Linked DNA regions of Mus musculus: region 2 is linked to region 1. The links are chromatin contacts, called in public HiChIP or PLAC-seq maps. All regions are on one chromosome and are shown on one strand. Each heading gives the region's core, a stretch centred on a gene start, on an enhancer-like site or on the middle of the called end of the contact. The rest is flanking DNA. Distances are from core to core; before and after follow the strand shown.

Evidence for each region. HiChIP or PLAC-seq counts read pairs in DNA pulled down with a chosen protein or histone mark.
Region 2: an H3K27ac HiChIP or PLAC-seq map of embryonic stem cells shows a contact between it and region 1, with 6 read pairs. The contact joins the enhancer-like site here to the promoter of 1700123J17Rik in region 1. A contact is called at or near these places in 2 of 484 Hi-C or Micro-C datasets (the G1E-ER4 cell line and embryonic stem cells), 2 of 115 datasets of contacts at active chromatin or transcription factors (embryonic stem cells and memory CD8 T cells) and 2 of 9 other capture datasets (adipose tissue and liver).

What each region holds. Positions count from the first base shown.
Region 1 is chr7:126,246,473-126,250,724 of GRCm38.p6, forward strand. 1700123J17Rik (RIKEN cDNA 1700123J17 gene) reads right to left here and starts at 1,766. Exons shown (of 5, transcript NR_131046.1): 1 at 1,632-1,766. It also overlaps a transcript of Sbk1 not described here.
Region 2 is chr7:126,328,071-126,332,322 of GRCm38.p6, forward strand. No RefSeq gene overlaps it. Among named protein-coding and RNA genes, the nearest start is that of Gm30928, 22 kb to the right of the region's middle. Within about 2 kb of position 2,026, at least 39 of the 459 cell types and tissues checked have an H3K27ac peak or open chromatin away from gene starts, as enhancers often do. A contact at or near this core is called in embryonic stem cells, where this site is marked.

The DNA.
Region 1 (4,252 bases), core at 516-3,015:
GTGGCTCCAGTCAGGGACAGAAATAAAAAACAACACATCGAATCTGCCACAGAGCTTGTGGAGGACCCAGGGCCCCCAGATCATCTCCCCAGCTCAATCTTGAGTACGCAGAAAGAAGCACCTACTTGGGACAGGCCAATTCATAGCCGGTGCTCCATCCAGAAGAGTAAATAAGAAGAGGCTGTCAAAGCAGACAGCACAGAAAGAGACCCTGTCCCCAGAGGCAGGTGTGGATTTCAGTGTCAGGGAAGCCTCCACAGGAGAGTCACGAGTTCAAGGCCAGCCTGGGCTACACAGTGGGGTGTCAGGAGGAAAAAGAAAGAGAAGAAGGGGAAGAGAACCTGGGAGGATTGGTTAGGGTGAACACCTCTTAGGCTAAGCAACAAGGAAAGCCCAACGTCCCATTCAAACATGCTAGGTTGGCAGAGCTGGATCCTGGCCCCAAGCTGCTATCTGCCAACTTGTCCTTTGTGCACTGCTCAGGAGCCAGCCCTTTTTTTTTTTTCTTGGCCTAGGAGGTCTAGACCTGTTCTTCCAGCTAGTGAAACTCAGTTCAGACAGTCCTTCCAGGCTTCTAACTCTCCATCTCCAACCGCCCCCGACACACACCAGGTTCTCAGCCTCAAGACAAATTCCCACTTCATCTCCCATACACCCTCCCTCTTCTTCATCACCCTACAGTGAGCAGAGTGGCTCAGAACAAACACTTCCCACGCCTCTGACCATGTTTATCTCTTCCTGGTTTGTAAGGCTCTGTACAACCCTGTCATCTTCTCTGATGGTCTTGCCCCGCCTCTTGATCCCCCAGGAAAGCTCTACTCCATACCAAAAAAAGCCAGCTTAAAGACCTTACCTGCCTCTCACTCACCTCCCCAAATGGCCCCTGGTGCCTATGTTCCTGCAGGAAGGCTCTCCCCTAGAGTCTAGATCTTCAGTTGGCTCCTCCCTCTCCTGTAGGTCTCTGCTCTGATGGCACCTTGTTGGAAGTTTGTTTTTTTTTTTCTTCCTCAAACCCCCTTTCTAAGTACCTGCCTGTCCATCCCAGCCCTCCTGCTTAACTCCCCTCCCACCCCGCCCTTTTCACAGCCTGATTTCTTTATCCTTTGTTTCCTCTGCTCCCAGGGCCACTGGAATGGTTGTCTGTGTTGTCAGTTTCTGCACAGGTGAGGTCCCAACTGCAGGCAGTGCCCTGGGCTTGCCTGGGGGAAGCACCCTTTCTAATTCATTGGTCCCTGTACAGACCAGCCACAAGCCCCTTGACCGCCTCCTGTTGGGGTACAAGCCCAACCAAGGGAGGAGGAGCCTCTGTGTCCCGCCCAGTGCCTGATAAATACACAATGATGCTAAGGAAACAGGTAAATAAGGCCCACTCTGGTACACACACACACACACACACACACACACACACACCCCAGCTGAGCATACTAAACAATGTCTGCCTCACCCCTGGCTCCCATTCAAAGTGGTCATGCAATTGGACCCAGACTCAGAATGCTCATTTCTGGGAATGTGGAGGGACTTGGTTACTTGACAGTGTAGGTGTGAACTGAACGGCTCTGGGGGTGGGGTAGGGGGTAGGGGGGATGGTCCCTGGAGCTCAGAGCTCTGAGTCCCACCCAGATCCTCCCTACCTGTGCATGGAGGGTCTAGGTGGCACAGGACATCTGACCAAGCCCCAGGGACTGTGCAGCATGGGCTCGCAGGCAGGAGGTATTGCGGAGTGTGTGCTAGCACACCAGGCTCCCAGCAGAGGCGTGGTCCTTGCTTCCCTACAGTGGCCAGCCGCAGCCTCCTAGCTCTGGCAGAGAAGGAGTTAACTTCCAGGCTTCTCAGCGTGAATGTGGAGCTATTAATACCCACAGCCCAGCCATCTACAGCCACCACAAGGCTGAGCCCCAGAGCTGAGGAGAGAGATCGGGGAGCAGGGCAGCTCCCAGGCTGGCCAACCAGTACCTGACTTCAAGGGTCAGAACTTTTTCTGGGGACAGTGTAGACTCTGTGTCAGACTCACCTGACCCTTGCCTACCCCCCAGCTTCAGGTGTCAATCGGCTCTCCCGCAGGCCACTGAGCTACTTACTCCAGCAGGGGAGGACAAACTTTGTCAACCACCTCTGTGCCTGCTGGTCACCTAGGAGGAACAGATTGCTGGACAGACAGACAGAAGGCTCACACTCCTGCCTCTGGCAGGCATCCGCAGAGTGGACAGCTAAGGTGCTGAGGACTTCCCCAGAGGCAGCGATAGGACCTCGGTCCACTGCCGGCCGGCCACCTCTTGAGTCCAGGCAGCTGATAACTGCTGTTCAAGTGCAGATCCCGTGCCTCAGGACAGGAGCCCCAAGAGAGCCACAGGCTCTTCCACCCACCGAGGCAACGGGTAACGTGGGCGAGAAGGCGCAGGTGGCAGGTAGGCAGGTCCGGGGTCCTGAGGCCGACAGGCTGCTGACCCTGGAGCACACTGGCTCAGAGAACCGCGTCCTGTCTGGGGATGATGCTGTGGCGGCCACCAACAGTCACCCCTGCCCTGTCCTGCGGCTGCCTCCTGCCTGGCCCCTGGGCTGTACAGCTGATGATGTGCCAGCCTTCTGCCTGGTCTGCTTCCACAGAGAGGAGGAGGAATTGGAGGAGGTTCCACTGCAGAGGTCAGTCCTGGGGTGGGCAGAGGGCTGGAGGGACCACCATGCAACCTTCCATGCAGGAACTTAGGGGCCTGGTGATGATGTTTATGGGACCTGTCTGCCCAGGCTTACTACCCCCTCCACCTTCCCGCTGAGCTCTCTGGCTGTCACCACAACCTTCCCATTCCTCCCACTCTGGCCCTCGAGTGACTTGCCTGTCCCTTCACTCCCATTGTGGTCATGTCTTGTCCCCATTTAGAGACCTCCATGGTTCCTCAGTTCCTAAACAGAAAGTCAGCACTCGGCATTCAAGACCTGTCTGATTGGGTTTAATGCCCCATTTCACTCTGTTCACCAATATTACCAGGGAATACTCTGGCTCCCCTCCACCCAGGCCCAGCTGAAATGTCTCTTCTTTCAGGAAGGCCTCCCAGAAGACACGGGCCCGCTGATCTAAGAGCCCCTTGCACTTCTAGCATCACACTGGCATTTAACATATGCTCAGTCTTTGTTGAATTAATAAGTGAAAATGTGTATGTGCACATGTGCACATGTGTGCATGTGTGAGCGCTCATATATGTGGAAAGGAGGGGAGGGAGAGAGAGAGAAGATGAAGGTTTCTAAGGTTGGGATTGTGTATTTGTGGGAGAATGTGTGTGACTGTGTGTACAGGTTTGTGGGAGCAGATGGGAGGACCTTTGGGATGAGAGGAGCTATGCATGAGGCCAATGCCTAGGCACTGACTGCTATGCCCCCCGACCCTCAGGGAAACCCTGGCCCCAGCCAAGTGTGACCTGGGCCACACTTGTGAATACACAAGTCAACAGGGTCACCTCTGCTCCAGCCCAGCCTGCTCAAGCCAGTGCCACTGTGGGAAAGGCGAACACAGGGCCAAGCTAGGGTCTTGTCCGTGTCCATTGAAGAATAGGAGGAGAAAATGTGGGCCCCTGCATCCTGGACCAGGTGCCTCTCATGAGTATATTGGACCCTGCATCTGTGGTTTCCCCGCTAGGGACCTCTATGTCCTCCTCTGTGAAGTGGGAGGATGCTTTCTGCCCTGGTTGCCAGCTGACCATGCAGTGACTGGACAGACACCTGCAGAGCGCCAGGCTTCAGCTGGGGCCTGGAATCTTGGCACAGCCCTGGTGAGGTCTGCTGGCAGACAGGTTGGGCAGAGATTGAGGGTACAGAGAGTGGGGACACAGTGCCCATGAAGTCAGGATGCAAGATGGACCACTTCTTATTACAGAGACCACAGTATATTCCACCAAATCTATCTAGGAGTACAGATGCCTCTCAGGGAATGAGGGAGGCGTAAGAAAAGGTATCAGTGGGCTGTGGGGCGGCAAGGGTGAAGATTGGTGGTTTGGAAAAGTAACTGGACAGGGATGGGTTGAGGTTGGCAAAGACAGTAGTATCAGATCGCATAGACCTGGACTTCTGAGTTGAGCATTTGAGCAGCCATGGAGGGCTGGAAGCCAAACAGGCGAGTTAGGAGACTCAGTGAGGCTTAGATGGGAGACACTGTTCTTTACGCCACAGAACTCCACACCGCCAGTGTGGCCACTCTTTATAGTGGAGGCTTGGAGTGCTTGGCAAATGACTGCGTCAGCCAATGAAATGACACAGGAGGCGG
Region 2 (4,252 bases), core at 776-3,275, 82 kb after region 1:
CAAAAAAAAAAAAAAAAAAAAAGCATTCAAAGTGTCATAACTGTGGGTTCCTGTTAAATAAAGTAACAAGTTGAATACTTTTTATTCCAGGAGGAAAAGACCAGGACACAGACAATTCAATCAAAGAGAACCAAGCCTCGGTAGTATAACAGTGGTTGGCATCTAGAACCCACTTAGATCCTCTGGCCTTCAGGGAGCCTGGGCTACTAGCTTCAGCTCTACCCGCCCCCTCACCCCAGTACACAGACCTTATTTTCCAGGCTCCAGCCCTGAAACTTTCTTTTTTTTAAATTAATTTACTTTTATTGTGTATAATAGAGGTGTGTGTGTGTGTGTGTGTGTGTGTGCGCGCACATTACATCTATGGAGGTCAAAGGGCACCTTTATGGAGTTGGTTCTCTTCTTCCTCCTTCACATGAATTCCAAGGTCCAAACTCAGGTCACCAGGCTTCAGTGTCCCCGCCCTTTAGTCCCTCAGCCATCTTCTCAGTTTCTGAAAACTTTATTTTGATTTATGTTTTATTATTGAAGTTTCAAAAGCATGGCCAGAGGGCATCATTGTTAAAGCATGCAATCTTTTCTCTGAGGTTTGGTTTCTTTGTGTGTGTGTATATAAATTTTCCTCCGTTTTCATTTATTGTTAAGGACTTGAATTCCTTTAGTTTTTAATAGCATTAATATTAGATTGCCAAAAGATATTCCATGAGACTGTTGTAGAATTAAGAGTTAAAAGATTCCGCCGGGCGTGGTGGCGCACGCCTTTAATCCCAGCACTTGGGAGGCAGAGGCAGGTGGATTTCTGAGTTCGAGGCCAGCCTGGTCTACAAAGTGAGTTCCAGGACAGCTAGGGCTATACAGAGAAACCCTGTCTCGAAAAACCAAAAAAAAAAAAAAAAAAAAAAAAAAAAAAAAAAAAAAAAAAAAAAAGAGTTAAAAGATTCCTATTGCACCAGATAGTTCTGTGCAGAGTTGGGGAGATGGATTCGCTGATAATTTACTGTGTCTTTCATGCAAGAGTCTTTACTGTAGTCATGGCGGTCATTCCCACAGCACTAAGTGGGTAGGGTTTTTGTGACTTGGTATCTGTCTTAGTTAGGGTTTTACTGCTGTGAACAGACATCATGACCAAGTACGTTGTCTTATAAAGTACAACGTACATTTGGGACTGGCTTACAGGTTCAGAGGTTCAGTCCATTATCATCAGGATGGGAGATTGGCAGCATCTAAGCAGGTACAGTGTAGGAGGAGCTGAGAGTTCTACATCTTCATCTGAAGGCTGCTAGTAGAAGACTGACTTCTAAGAAGCTAAGGTGAGAGTCTTAAGCCCACACCCACAGTGTCATACCTACTCCAGCAAGACCACACCTTCTAGTAGTGCCACTTTCTGGGTCAAGCATTTTTAAACCATCACAGTATCTAACCTCAGGAATTCCTGTATTAAGAATGTCCACCAAAGCCGGGTGGTGGTGGCGCATGCCTTTAATCCCACCACTTGGGAGGCAGAGGCAGGTGGATTTCTGAGTTGGCTATACATAGAAACCCTGTCTCAAAAACAAACAAACAAACAAAAAAGAATGTCCACCTTGGGGGGGGGGGGGGAGGTGGGTAGCACATGCCCTTAATCCCACCACTTGGGAGGCAGAGGCAGGCAGATCTCTGTGAGTTCAAGGTCATTCTGGTCTATAGAGTGAGTCCTAGGACAGCCAAGGCTACACAAACAAATCTTGTCTTCGAAAAAACAAAAACAAATAAACATCCACCTCTTAAACCAATTTCAGGACGGTGATGAGCACTTGAAGTCTGGTTCTTTGGTAATGTGGTTTTGCCCCACTGAGCAATCAGGGGAAGCTGTTTGTGTACATAAGGAAAGTCAGTGAATAGTACCATGGTGAGAATAAATTCTCCCAGAACGTACAGGATCTCCATTGTCCTTTCACTGAGGAACAGATCGTGCCCCTGCCTTCATCTACAAAATGACAGGATTTCAGAGTAGCTCTGTCATGCGGAGTCACCTCTGCTTCTGTGGTTCCAGTGCCCGCAAGATAGGATCCACTCCGCCAGTGAGAGTTGGATGAGGGTGTGCACAGAATACGTTACTGTGTGAAATTCTATGCAGCTCTGAAATCGGTCCACTCTGTGGTCTTCAATGCCAGCACAGTTTAAGATAACTAAGGCTATAAGTGGAAACACTGAGCCTTGAAATCAAGCAGCCAAAATTTTTTGTTAATAAAATAAAAGGTATTTGTTGAATTTGTCACATAACCATGAGATGGAAGAACAACCTTGAAGAAGGAAAGCAGGAAACAAATAGAGACAGGAAGCAGGGCTGTGGTCGGTACATGGTGTTTTCTATAAAAAAAAGAAAGAACCAGGATATGTTTGGTAGAGTGAGGTATGGTGAGGTTGAAGGGGGTGCCTCTGCGGGCCCATGCTGAGGCATCCCTTCCCCCTGAGGGACCAACCATATGATGGATATAATATGGAATAGAGCTTATTCAGGGCATGGGGAGTATAGCTGACAGAGTAGAGACAGAGAAAGGGAGAGAGGGAGAAGGAGGGGGAGGGGGAGGGGGGAGGGGGAGGAGGAGGGAGAGGGAGAGGGAGAGGGAGAGGGAGAGGGAGAGGGAGAGGGAGAGGGAGAGGGAGAGGGAAGAGGCCAGCCATGAACACATGGAGGGGGGAGGGGAATGGGGAGAGAAGGGACAGAGAGGGAAGAGAGTAAGAGGTTGAGAGTAAGAGAGAGCAAGAGAGTGAGGAGGGGGCAAGCAGCCCCTTTTACTGAGTCAGTGAGTTAGGCACACCTGGCTGTTGCCAGGTAACTGTGGGGCGGAGCCTAGAAGGAATGCTAACCGGTAGAGCCCACTTAAGATGGTGGGGAGTAAACACTGCTGCCTGAGGAAGAACAGTCAGTCCCAGTGTGTTTATTCAACAAACAGAAGTGACAATGCTCTCTGAAGAAGCCACCAGGTCTGTGGCCTGATCATTAATAGGCCTCTTGGGCTCTCCCTTCTTGCCCTCTCCCATTGCTTCACCTCCTTAACAAAGTAGATAACAAAGTTGAACAATATTTCATGAGCACGTGCAGGTTTAAGACGAGACTGTTCTCTCTCTTTATAGTTCATAGGTGAGGATGTCTTCTCTCTCCCTCTGACCCCTCCCAACTGTGGTGCCAAGATAGGGCAAGCCTTGAATTCCCCTGTTTTCTATTACTACAAGGAGACACCATGACCACAGTAACTCTCTTAAAGGAAAACATTTAAATGAGGCTTTTTTTTTTAATGTATATGAGTACACTGTAGCTGACTTCAGACACACCAGAAGAGGGCATCGGATCCCATTACAGATGGTTGTGAGCCACCATGTGGTTGCTGGGAACTGGACTCAGAACCTCTGGAAGAGCAGTCAGTGCTCTTAACCACTGAGCCATCTCTTCAACCCTGAAAACATTTAAATGAGGCTGGCAGGCTTACAGTTTCAGAGGTTTAGTCCATTATCATCATAGCAAGAAGCATGGCAGCACGTAGGCAGACATGGTGCTGGAGAAGGAGCTGAGAGCTCTGCATTTGGATCCACAGGCACCAGGGAGAGACTGTAAGCCGTGCTAGGCCTAGCTTGAGCATGTAAGATCTCAAAGCCCACTTCCACAGTGACACACTGCCTCCAACAGGCCCACACCTCCTAATAGTGCCATTCCTGTGGGCCAAGTATTCCCACACATGAGTCTAAGGGAATCATTCCTATGCAACTCCCCTCCCCCATTTACTGCCTTTATGTGTCTGAGATTTTTGCCCACATCTGTGTCTGTGCACCACATGTGTGCATGGTGCCACAGAAGACAGAAGAGGGCATGCATGGTTCCTTGGAAGTGGGGTTTCAGACAGTTGTGAGGTACCATATGGATGCTAAGAACCAAACTTGGTTCCTCTGGAAGAATAGCACGTGCTCTGAACTGCCCAGCCTTCTGTCCAGCCCCTCTGAACTCTTATTCATTGATCAAGCTATAAAGGAAACACCGGCTGGAATCCCTCATTATTTCTGAAGCATTCTTAAATTTCCTTTTTATGGGATAGTTTTCCTTTTTTCCATTTCAGTTCTAATAGATATACTAATAGATAAGTGACTCCCATATACTAAAGATGAAGAGCGGATTCAATTTGAGGGGATGGTAGTTGAATGGATAAAATCAGGGAACTTATCTTTCCTCTGCTTTCTCTCTTTGGATTAGTCTTTTCTTCACAATGGGGTAAAAAAA